4 separate regions of the Mus musculus genome follow, and regions 1, 2 and 3 are each linked to region 4. Evidence: chromatin contacts called from public Hi-C, HiChIP or PLAC-seq and promoter capture Hi-C data. All regions are on one chromosome and are shown on one strand. Each heading gives the region's core, a stretch centred on a gene start, on an enhancer-like site or on the middle of the called end of the contact. The rest is flanking DNA. Distances are from core to core; before and after follow the strand shown. Region 1 overlaps Casp3 (caspase 3). Region 2 has its middle 7.8 kb from the start of Gm31111. Region 3 has its middle 30 kb from the start of Gm39168. Region 4 holds the start of Acsl1 (acyl-CoA synthetase long-chain family member 1).

Evidence for each region. Promoter capture Hi-C pulls out the DNA fragments that hold promoters and counts their contacts. A called contact is a pair of places that touch in the nucleus more often than the background predicts. HiChIP or PLAC-seq counts read pairs in DNA pulled down with a chosen protein or histone mark.
Region 1: a contact with region 4 is called in a FOXA1 HiChIP or PLAC-seq map of pancreatic cancer cells. The contact joins the enhancer-like site here to the promoter of Acsl1 in region 4. A contact is called at or near these places in 3 of 39 promoter capture datasets (fetal liver, neutrophils and stem cell-derived epiblast-like cells), 1 of 484 Hi-C or Micro-C datasets (beige adipocytes), 1 of 115 datasets of contacts at active chromatin or transcription factors (pancreatic cancer cells) and 2 of 9 other capture datasets (adipose tissue and pancreatic islet).
Region 2: a Hi-C map of uterus shows a contact between it and region 4, with 4 times the contacts expected there. The contact joins the enhancer-like site here to the promoter of Acsl1 in region 4. A contact is called at or near these places in 2 of 39 promoter capture datasets (neutrophils and pre-B cells), 4 of 484 Hi-C or Micro-C datasets (CD4 T cells, LSK cells, memory CD8 T cells and 1 more), 1 of 115 datasets of contacts at active chromatin or transcription factors (astrocytes) and 1 of 9 other capture datasets (adipose tissue).
Region 3: a promoter capture Hi-C map of liver shows a contact between it and region 4. The contact joins the enhancer-like site here to the promoter of Acsl1 in region 4. A contact is called at or near these places in 14 of 39 promoter capture datasets (the 3T3-L1 cell line, 3T3-L1-derived adipocytes, the C10 cell line and 8 more), 1 of 15 datasets of contacts at CTCF or cohesin (large pre-B cells), 15 of 484 Hi-C or Micro-C datasets (the G1E-ER4 cell line, the N1E-115 cell line, bone marrow-derived macrophages and 7 more), 15 of 115 datasets of contacts at active chromatin or transcription factors (the 230-238 cell line, SST interneurons, bone marrow-derived dendritic cells and 9 more) and 2 of 9 other capture datasets (adipose tissue and liver).

The regions. Positions count from the first base shown.
Region 1 is chr8:46,637,723-46,640,422 of GRCm38.p6, forward strand. It overlaps Casp3 (caspase 3), which reads left to right. Exons shown (of 7, transcript NM_001284409.1): 7 at 197-1,976. The coding sequence ends at 426. Among named protein-coding and RNA genes, the nearest start is that of Casp3, 22 kb to the left of the region's middle. Within about 2 kb of position 1,384, at least 154 of the 459 cell types and tissues checked have an H3K27ac peak or open chromatin away from gene starts, as enhancers often do. A contact at or near this core is called in adipose tissue, beige adipocytes, pancreatic cancer cells and 1 more, where this site is marked.
Region 2 is chr8:46,685,445-46,688,144 of GRCm38.p6, forward strand. No RefSeq gene overlaps it. Among named protein-coding and RNA genes, the nearest start is that of Gm31111, 7.8 kb to the left of the region's middle. Within about 2 kb of position 1,302, at least 439 of the 459 cell types and tissues checked have an H3K27ac peak or open chromatin away from gene starts, as enhancers often do. A contact at or near this core is called in LSK cells, adipose tissue, astrocytes and 4 more, where this site is marked.
Region 3 is chr8:46,330,559-46,333,258 of GRCm38.p6, forward strand. No RefSeq gene overlaps it. Among named protein-coding and RNA genes, the nearest start is that of Gm39168, 30 kb to the left of the region's middle. Within about 2 kb of position 1,448, at least 19 of the 459 cell types and tissues checked have an H3K27ac peak or open chromatin away from gene starts, as enhancers often do. A contact at or near this core is called in the N1E-115 cell line, hepatocytes and liver, where this site is marked.
Region 4 is chr8:46,469,597-46,472,296 of GRCm38.p6, forward strand. Acsl1 (acyl-CoA synthetase long-chain family member 1) reads left to right here and starts at 1,441. Exons shown (of 21, transcript NM_007981.4): 1 at 1,441-1,634. It overlaps Gm31050 (a long non-coding RNA gene), which reads right to left and starts at 1,454. Exons shown (of 2, transcript XR_378936.3): 1 at 1,009-1,454; 2 at 395-903.

The DNA of each region.
Region 1 (2,700 bases), core at 134-2,633, 170 kb after region 4:
CTGCGTTTTCTTTTCCAGCAGAGAGCAGTGAGGTCTGGAGTCCAGGGTTGCTAATTATTTTCCTTTGTGTGGCTTCTAAGACTGAGGAAGCTTATGTCTGTCTGGATCGTTCTGGTTATATGAAAATGTGTAGACTCCTCCAGAGTGATGCTGTGGTGTAATAGAAGATACAGTCCTTCGTATTTTTGCCTCCTAGGTTACTATTCCTGGAGAAATTCAAAGGACGGGTCGTGGTTCATCCAGTCCCTTTGCAGCATGCTGAAGCTGTACGCGCACAAGCTAGAATTTATGCACATTCTCACTCGCGTTAACAGGAAGGTGGCAACGGAATTCGAGTCCTTCTCCCTGGACTCCACTTTCCACGCAAAGAAACAGATCCCGTGTATTGTGTCCATGCTCACGAAAGAACTGTACTTTTATCACTAGAGGAATGATTGGGGGTGGGGGGGGGCGTGTTTCTGTTTTGTTATGCCAAATGAGAAAGCTGTCAGGGAGACTCTCATTTAAATCTAATCTGACGGTCCTCCTGGTCTTTGTACGCTACCACTGCCTAGCAATGCAGCCAGCCACAGTGCAGCTACCTCAACTTCGACATCAGGTAGTTGAAATGAAATTTAATTTAATAAGGAGCAAGTAACTGTCAATGATGGTACTATCATCCTAGATGAAATTACAAAGTTGCCCTTTTATAATTAGCAAGATTTGGCGATACTATGAATTTTGAAGTCATTTTGAAGCAGTACAGCTTTTCCACTGATGATTTTATACTCCCCACTCATGTTAAGAATGTTGTTCTAGTTTTCGTTAAACGTAGAAACAATAATGTCAAATGATAATGTCTTAGAACTTGAATCCATGAGCAGAGTCAAAGGCTGGAACCCTTGTTTTGGACCTGATTTATGGAAGTGAAGAGTTGGACCACCATAGCATGCATTATAGCTACTGGTTTTGTGACAGTTGTCCACAACACGTATTTGTTATTTTAAAAAAAAAAATCATGTTTTATTACTGGAACAAAAATAACTTGAGTATTTATGTGAGAGGAAAACCGTGTGCGAACTTGGTTGACTCATTGAAGGCAAGGTGCTAAAATCCATCAGCATTTGTTTCTTACTTATCCTTATACAAATCAGCTCGGTCTTACAGACCAGCAAAATATCTCAAGAGCTGTTATGTAACAGCCTCAAATGGTTGATTATTAGAATGAAGTACAGGAATTCTATAGGAATATACTATAATACCAGTTGTCAAACAGAGCTTAAGAAAAGGAGAGATGAAATCTACTGTAGTTGGAGAGAATGTGGTTTGAGCCAGAGCAGAGACTTGGCAGAGCCATGGGCACATCTTCAGAAAAGGCCTGCCAGCTGGACTCCCCACCCCTCACCCCACCCCCCTTGTGAGTTCTGGTTTGTGTGGATGATGTCCAAGTTACCACGTGGGAAAGTGAACCAGATCACAAACTTCTGCAAAAAGGCTTTCCCAGAGGGCTGAGAGTCTGAAGAAAGTTCACTGGACTCCATGTCCAGAGTCTGTAGCATGCTGACTTTTCTGTTGACGTTTACAAAGAAAGGAAAAATAATGGTGATATTTATACTGTGCTAGAAACGAAAGGGCCAGGGCACACAGGACTTGGAAAGCATCCAGCAATAGCCCTGCAGCCCATGTGGAGAAGCTGCGGGCTGCAGTCCATCCTCAGGGAGACTGTGCTCTGCTCCTGGCCTCCTTATGGGGGTGCTGAGTCACTGCTGGCTCTCGCAGCATTTCTCCTAAGCTTCCTTGTTGCACAAAGAAAGGAAGGAACTCACATTGTAACGGATAGATTCTTGTTTAGACTGGCTTTGTTGTTAACGCTTTCTAAGTGAATGCAGCATGTGATGGTATTTTAAAGTGTGTTCCCATGTGACAATTTTATAAAAGTTTGTTACCTTGCAATTTTATTTCAAAACATAAATTCAGATTTAAAATTATCAGTGTATTTGAGGGTTTGTTGTTGTTGTTGTTGTTGTTGTCGTCGTCAATACTTTTGCTGTTGTAATAACTAAGTGAAAGTTAAAATAATTTTAACCCACAGTCTAATTTGAGAGAGTCAGAGGATGCAACAAGGCCTTAATCTAATATGTTAAGGTGTTGGCAAGTGGAAGAACCTCTGATATGATAGGATTTAAACCCAAAGAAATAGGTAGAATATACTCAAAGAATACAGGAAGGGGTGGGGACTCAGCTCCTCCAAAGTTTACATAATAACCACAGCTTCTCTAAAGTGAAGGTCAAAAGTGGATCAAGGAACTCCTGTACACAAGGAGGAGCGTGTCACGAATGTTTTTGTCTAGCTGCTTTCTAACAGGGGATAGGGTGGTGGAGAAATGACTCAGCAGTTAAGAGCGTCGGCTGTTCTTCAGAAGAACTGGATTTGAACCCAAGCACCCACATGGCAGCTCACAATTTTTTGTAACTAGCTCCAGGGGACCCAACTGCCTCTTTTTGCCTCCTTGGGAATTTTATGCACATGGTGCAGAGGCATACACGTGGGCTAAATACCTATATACATGAAATTAAACCTTTAAAGACTAGCTCTTTAATGTGTGGAGAAAAGGCTAGCCCATTGTAATTTCCATACTATCTATATAAAGAGGTCTGAGATAGTACAAAGAAAACAACTGGAGCTATGGGTCTGGGAGTAGTTAGCTGGGTAAAGCAGTT
Region 2 (2,700 bases), core at 52-2,551, 220 kb after region 4:
CAACTACAGGAACGAAAAGAGGAGGAAGTATCTTCTAACTTATTTTATGGGAATAACATTACCCCGTGTTCAACCTAGGGATGAAAGACCTGTTTGAACTCTGAAAAACCAAGCAATATAACTAAGTGTGTCAATCAACATCAACACTACCAACCACAAAAACAACCCCAAAAGCACACCACCATTTCAAGTAAAAGAATTTGACCAAGCTTAGACGGTAACTTTCAGAACTTTCAGAAACCTAAAAATAGACCAAAAAACAAAAAAACAACAAAAAAACCCCTAGGATATCTGTAAAAGAGATACAATAACAACAGAGAAACAATAACAACAAATCCATAGTCAATACCCAGTCCTCTGGGAAAGACTGAACGGCTCTCTCTTTATATCCGAGGAAGAAGCCAGTAGTGACTGCCCTCATTTCTGTCCCAACTATTGCAACAAGGCAATAAAGTATATAAAACACACATGCTGGAAAAAATAAAAAAGACTATATTTGAAGATGACGAGGTTGTCCATATTAAGAAAAAAATCCTAAAGGATCTATAAAAAATACACAAGAAATAAAGAACAAGTTAAGCAAACTCATAGAGTACAAACATAATATTAACAAATCCTTAATAGTTCAAGTGCTATCAACAATTAGAATTCACGTTGTAAAGAATTTTTTTTCCTGAGTTGTTCCATTAGAAAAAAAGGAGGGAAGAAGAAGAAGGAGGAGGAGGAGGAGGAGGAGGAGGAGGAGGAGGAGGAGGAGGAGGAGGAGGAGGAGGAGAGAAGAAGAAGAAGAAGGAGGAGGAGGAGGAGGAGAAGAAGAAGAAGAAGGAGAAGAAGGAGAGAGAGAGAGAGAGAGAGAGAGAGAATGAATTTAAATTATGTTCAAATAACATGGTAGAAAATATCCGGTGTATAAAATATGTATTCTACATGCTTTGCTTTACATTTGACATAGTCTACCTAAAAGGGATTCTTTATCCTTCCAAATAATGAAATGCATGAAACAGAAATGTAATCTCTTGATCCAAAACTTAATCTTAACATTCTGCTGTTTAAGCTTCCAGATGGTACCTTTTTTAATCTTGATTTTGGCGCGCGCGCGCGCGCGCACACACACACACACACACACACACACACACACACACACACACACACACACACACATTTTCAATAGCAGTCTTATATTTCAAAGAGAGTGGGACTGATGTGGGACTTCTCTCCTTGGAAGGCTTGCCTCCCTGGATTTAACAACCTGTTTGTTGATAGCACAGATGTGGTTTCTCCTCACTGTCCACTTGGGGGCTATCTCAATCTATTTCAGATCCACTAGATAGGGACTGTCTTCCTAAACCGAGTCTTCCTGTCTAGCAGGAACTCATAGATTGTCCCTGTGATATGAAACGAGGCCGTTAGGCCCCAGTACCTGACTTTTTTTTGATACCTTTTAAAGTACATCATTAATGAAAACTAAACTCGCACAGGGTTCTGCACGCCTACCTTGCATTACCACTGCGTCTGCGCGCCACAAGTGTGGACTACATCTCCCAGGATGCATCGTGTCCCCGCCCGCGCAGCCTTACTTCCTGCGAAGGACTTCCGGAGTGTTAGTAACCTTGCTGACTACTGGATTTAGGGTCTTTTTGGGAGGTCACTGGGACTAGCTTGTATTTTTCTGGGAGGAGAGGGGGACAGCAAGCCATAACAGGGCGGCATCTGTCCCGTTTTCTGGTGTGCACAGACCTTGCTTTCTGGGAGAGGCGTTGGCTCCGCCTTCAGGCAGTCCTCTTACAGGTGGTTGGCTGTTGTTCTTGTCATTCAGCCGAGTCCTTGGACTTGTCAGAGATCATCAGTGAGACAGGCCAGCAATCCTGAGTTATAGTGGTTTAGTGACCATTTCTTTTCTTTTCTTTCACCCACCCCCTTTAAACCACGGACATTTTAGTGAAAAATAAAAATACTATAGATAAGTTGTCAGATAATTTATTCTGCAAACGTATGCGTGCTTTCTTTACCAGGTGTTTTTAAGGATTTTGTTAGTGTTGGCCTGGAATCCTTTTTTTCTAATCTTTTAAAACCTATTACTACTAATGTGTCTTGAAGATACTACTTAGGGAAAACTGAAAGTGTGTGTGTGTGTGTGTGTGCGCGCGCGCGCGCGTGTGGTGTAATTTCTAAGGAACTACAATTCCCATCCAGTTCAGATTGAAATGGGCTAAAGGGTGAGTGCGGTGGGCTCAGTGGTAGAGTACTTGCCTAGCATACTTTAAAAAATTCAAAAAAGGTGACTCAAAGTGGGCATACATTTCTTTATAAAAAGACACTGTTGAGGAAATGGGTGGGTCGGGGGCTTAAGATGCATGTCCTAGTTTGTTGATTCTGGAGTCTCTGTGAGTCACTATGCTTCCTCTCCGTACTTGATAGTTTTGTGAAAGCAACTCAAAAGGACACGCTCCTTCTCCATAAACACCCTAAAATTGAGATGCTAATAATGATATGATGATGGTTAAAACAAAAATAATGTGGACTGTGTAATAAGAGGTCAGATTAACTAGAAATGCTAGTTAAGATATAAATGTTGGAGAGATGACTCAGTGGTTAAGAGCACCTGTTGCTCTTGTAGAGGACTGATTGAGGTCCAACTTGTAGCTCCAGCTACAGGAGATCATTATCCTCTGCTGGTCCCTCTGGCCACTGTACTCACTG
Region 3 (2,700 bases), core at 198-2,697, 140 kb before region 4:
TCATGAGTGTCTGCTTCCACTTTGCCTTATCACTACTGATGTTACTCGGAATCACTGGACCAAGGGACTCTGTACCACTCTCTGGAATTGAGCACTGCAGTTTTGAGTAAGGAATGTGACTGGGTGAAAACTGTATTTTAAGAAAGTGCTTACTACACAAACATGAGAGCTTGAATGGAGCCACACCACTCATTTGAAAAGCCAGCTGCAGCAGCAACTCTGGAAAAATGGGGCAGGGGGACCCCTGGGACTTACTGGCCAGTCCATTTAGCAAATTAGTGAGCTCTAATTGCATACACTTGCACACAGGTGTGTGTGTGTGTGTGTGTGTGTGTGTGTGTGTGTGTGTACAGAAAACGGTATTCTGAATTGAAAAGTCCACTCATGGCTTATGCACTGAGTTGGAGCACCATGGCCTTACGTTGTGCCTACACTGGTCTAGATGATTCATGGGACTTTCCTCATGGATGCTTCCTTCTTGCACACCAATAAGCCCAGCAGAAGCTAGAGAAACACTGTCTATCAGAAGTGCATGGAGTAGGGCGAGTCTGCTGAATATCAGAGCTGGACAGCACAGTCCTCTGTAGTGTTGGTTGTCCCTCTGTAACCATGTGGCTTGCTGTCGCTGCCCAGCATCTTGGAGGGTTGGACCACATCTTGCTACCTCATGGAGAGCTCTGATTTTAAAATCAATGTGTATTTCCAACTGGATGTGCATCTTGCTTCCACCGCTGTGAAGTCAGAAAGCATGTGTCTAGTGTCTAAGCAGTGGACTGTGTCTATTTAATCCTCTCATTGACTCCCGTTTGACTGACAAGGGAACTGGAGCTTTTAGGGGACATATTATCTATTACACAACCAAGAAGTGGTCAAACTTGTCTCTGAAGTAAAAAAAAAAAAAAAAAAAAAAAGGTCTACTTTATCACTGTGCCATTTGGGTATCACCCACTATCACGGGGGTGGGGGGTGGAGTACCCTGTTAGAATGTGCTTAGGTACCAGGGTTCAAATTTGGAGTCAGATTCTCCAGTCCCACCTCCAGAGATTCTGTCCCAGTGGTGTGATGGCAAGACCTAAGTTTCTCTGTTTCAGATGGATTTATTTAAGTGTGAGTGTTTGGCCTGCATATATATTGGGCATCACATGCATGCCCGGTGTCCATGGAGATCAGAAGAAGACAGTGGACTTCCTGTAACTAGAGTTATGGATGGTTATAGGCCACCATATTGGTGCTGGGAACTGAACCCTGGTCCTCTGCAAGAGCTAGAGGTGTTCTTCACTCCTGAGCCCTCTCTCTGGCCCTGGTTTTTCTATTTTAGTATGCTCCCAGGCCATGTGCCCACGAGGACCAAGAACAAAGGATGTTCAGTGAACCTTATAACCATTACATCCCTGAGTGGTTGGCCTGCAGCTTTATCTGGGACGAGCAGTCATGAAGAGGACACGCCTGGGGAATATTGGCAGGGCTCCATCACTAGCTGGATGCAGAGGCAACGAGAGGCAGGCGGCACTGAGCCTGGTACCTGAGGAAATATCTGTATCCAAGACAGGAACACTGCTAAAGGGGAGAAGAGATGATGATCTGAACTTGATTTTGAGATGAGGTAGATTGGCCTGGGGATGGAATTCCCACCAGAGGCTCTCCTAGAGAGTTGACAAGCTAAAGAAAGACACCCCAGGCATATGGGTTTTCTGTGTAAAGCTGCAAGGGGAAGGCCTAGGAAGTGAGCTCGTTTTAGACTCAAGGGGAGGGCGTAAGGGAACCCCATCTCAGACCACTCTTCTGGTAGAATAGTGGACAGTGACTAGAACCAGGTCCCACCATTTACCCCATCATCAGGCTACTATTGTCAATGGGCAGGAACAGAACTGAGAGTATTTAGGGTCACTGGGGGACATCTCCCTGTGTCTTCTAAATGGAGTTCTGTAACTGGATTCATGTATCCTCAAAGGTCTTGAGCTGGGATGGTGGATCTGGAGCCATCCCATCTCAAGACGCTGACGCGGAGAGTGACACGGATGGCTAAGCCCCGTTTTGGCAAGATGCAGCTCAGTGGTGTTTCTGCCCTGGATTCAGGCCCTTGCAGCAAAATTGGAATAGAGAATCCATGTCACTACCCCCCCCCCTCCCCAGGCAAACACATGGTTCTTTTTGCTCCAGCGATCATTTTCTTAGTTCTGATACTTGGTACCTGCTGGGACCAAGCTCACGCCAGGCCCTGTTTCCACACCTGCTCTTTCCTGACCTGTAATAACCTTTTCCCTTGTTCCCAGGACCTGCCCTGCCCCAGGGACACTGCCAGCTGTCACTCATCAGGAGGCACCTCCTCTGGCTGCTGGTTAGAAAAGCCAACTGGGTGGGTCCATAATGCTTTGCTCTGGGCCAATTCTGTCATTAAGGAAGGGAAAGAAAACCCAACCCACACACTTTTGTCAATGTTTGCTGGAACCTACTTAGCCTTCATGTTGAGCTGTTAACAGTTGACATTCTCAAAAGAGGGTTTTAGAAAAGGCTGGCTGACGTTGTCAGTTGAAGTCTCTAATATTTTTTGGGGGGCTGTTGGTCTCTGCGCATTGGTGGACAGAAATTTGTATGCCATCAAAATTCTTTCCCTTTCCTTATCAAAGACCTCAAAGCCAAGAACACGTCAGAGTACTATGAGGAACAGTGCTCTCACAATTAGCCACTTAATCAGCATGT
Region 4 (2,700 bases), core at 191-2,690:
CCTGACTCTGCCCTTCAGTTTCCTGTTCTACAGAAGAGGACCAAAGGTGGTACCACCTCATAGGGTTATGGACATTATAGTTGATTAACAGTGTCACCTAGTAAATGATATGTTATTAGAGGTGTTCTGGCAATAATTGTCCCTCAAATTTAAGGCAATATTAGAAAGACTTCCATCTAATGCTGGGAGCAAACCCTCCTGTACCTGGATGACTGTCTTCATGCAATAGCATGAGGTGAACCTGGCAACAATTATATTGACCTTTTTTTTTTCCCATTCAAAATGTTAGCATGATCTACATCTTACCTTAACCACACTGACCAGTTCTGGACACTGAGCAACAGTGATGGCTCTAGTATTTAACCTTTTAAAAGATTATCTTAAAGCTTTGGGGTATCTTTAAGATTTTTTAAAATGACGTTTGAAGAAGGGTTACATGCGCACATGGTAACTCACAGTCCTGAGGATTGAGAATTGCACTTCAGGCTTTGTGACAGGCATGGGCTTTAACCCAGTGAGCCATCCTACTGGCCTTGCATTGGCCGTTGGTAGCCCTTAAAAGGTTTTCCCAAGGGATTTGTCAAGTCTACAGAGCCAAGGCTGAGCAGGGCAGACAAGCCTTTAAAACTTGGCAGGTGGACACCGTCCTTGAGCAACGACTAAGTCTGCTTTTCACTTGAACCACACAGGGGCCTGGGTTGTCCAGAGATGCCTCATGGCCAGGATATTGCGGAAGTCCTGTATTCCTAGCCAAGGACTGTGGCGAAACTTGGTGTGGGGACCGTGGTGAAACTGGATTAAAGGGGTTCGTGTATATCTGTGCTAAAGAAAGATGGGACTTCTTCAGCTACCGTGGTCCCTCCAAGCAGAGAAGCAAGCAGAGAGGCTATGCCAAGGTGTCAGCTGTGGAAGAATGTTAAGGATGGAAGAGCTAAAGGGCACCTGCAACATTCCATAGCATCACATTATCAGGGTTCAGGAGACTTCCAGATTTACCCTTTGCCCTACCTCAGATTCGTTGTGAAACTAGAGGGCAGTTTGGGTGACCTTAGTGGCTTTTGCTTGCTGACAGCCATGCTCATGGACCTGAGGGAGGCCACGCCCACCTTGCGGCTTTGGAGGGAGAGGCGGAGTCAGCAGGACTGGGCGGGACCTGAAGGAGGACTGGGCCTTAAGGGGCGGGGCAAAAGACCGAGGAGGCGCGGCCGGAGGGGAAGGACTGGAGCTGGTGGGCGTGGCCTGAGAGGCACCGCGGGTCTGAGGGGCTTGGATCAGCCCAGATAGGGCGGGGCTTGGGAGGCGGGAATGGCGCCGATGGGGCGGGACCTGAGAGGAGCGGTGGGTGTGATGGGGCGGGACAGCCTCGACCTGTGCGACAGGAGGGGAGGAGCTGGCGAGGGGGAGTGGGCGCGCTAAGAGATGGGGCGGGGAGGAGCCTGCGGACGGGGCGGGGCGGCGTGGCACGGCACGCGCACTACCAGCCGCCCGGCCCTGCTGCTGCTGCTGCAACGCCGGTGGCGCAGCCAAGAGAGCAGCTGCGGCCGCGACTCCTTAAATAGCATCGCAACCCGGCGCGGGGCAGTTCGTGGATTGCAGTGACAGCCGCCTGTGGAGCAGCCCGGGCAGCGGAGGAGGTGAGTGCGCCAGCCGCGAAGGGCCGCGAGTCGGCCAAGGCGACCCTAGCCGGGCCGAGACGGGAGAACCTCCCCGCGGCTCTGCGGGACGTTCCGCTTTTCCGGCCTGGGCTCCACGGCCTCGTTTCCCTCGGCTTCGGGAGGCTCTGGGGCCGCTCCGGCGGCCGCCGCTTCCGGTGCCGGAGCCCGGGTTCCCCCGCGGGCCGTGCGCGCGCGGGGCTGGTGCACCGCGGAGTCAAGAGGTTCCTCTCTGCACGGTCCCTGGCTGGTGTGGCGGCTGGGACCTTCCCTCCCCGGCTCAGGTGCCGAGAGGTGGTCCTGCTTGCTGGGGACCCTGGCGTCTCCGCCACCGCATCCCTCGTACCCCCAGAGGCGGGGATTGTGAGGCGCGCACTCACCGCGCGTGGACACGGACTGTCCCGGTGCCGCTCTGTGACGTGCCCCTGCGCCGAGCGTTCGAGGAGGGTCAGAAGCAGCGCTCAGAGCCCGATGTCATAAGTAGAAATTCTCGCGGTGTCTCCAAGAGGAGCTCCCAGAGCCACTACACACAGTGGTGATGGAGTCATTGATTTAAGGCAATCTGGCTTTTAATTTTTTTTTAAATTAGGGAGCAAAAATGATATTTATCACCTTGAAACGTAGACCCCGAGTGCTGATACAGGACTTAAAAGATCACATGGATTAGAATCTAGAGAAGGCAGCTCCATCTAATCACTGCACTATGCCCGAGCTTACAGACCATCTTGCCACACCGCTCAAGCTCATGGTTATGGAACCTAGTTAAGAATGGCCGTTATGAAAATGCTTCCTCTTGGAACTGTGAGTATCCATCTCTAGTCTTCCCTTTAAGGACTTGACATTTGATTATGTTTCTGGGATACACGTTTCAAAACGTAATCTGTGGTTAGCCCAATGAAAATTATTAGCGTAACTCAGAAATCATCCAAACCCTTCTAGTTCACCAAAGTTAAGAACTGAAGGTCTGCAATGGGCAAGGTTAAGAATGGGAGCAACGGAAAGGAACCATCGGTTTGGAGCAATGTGGTGAGGTGTGACAACAGAAAAC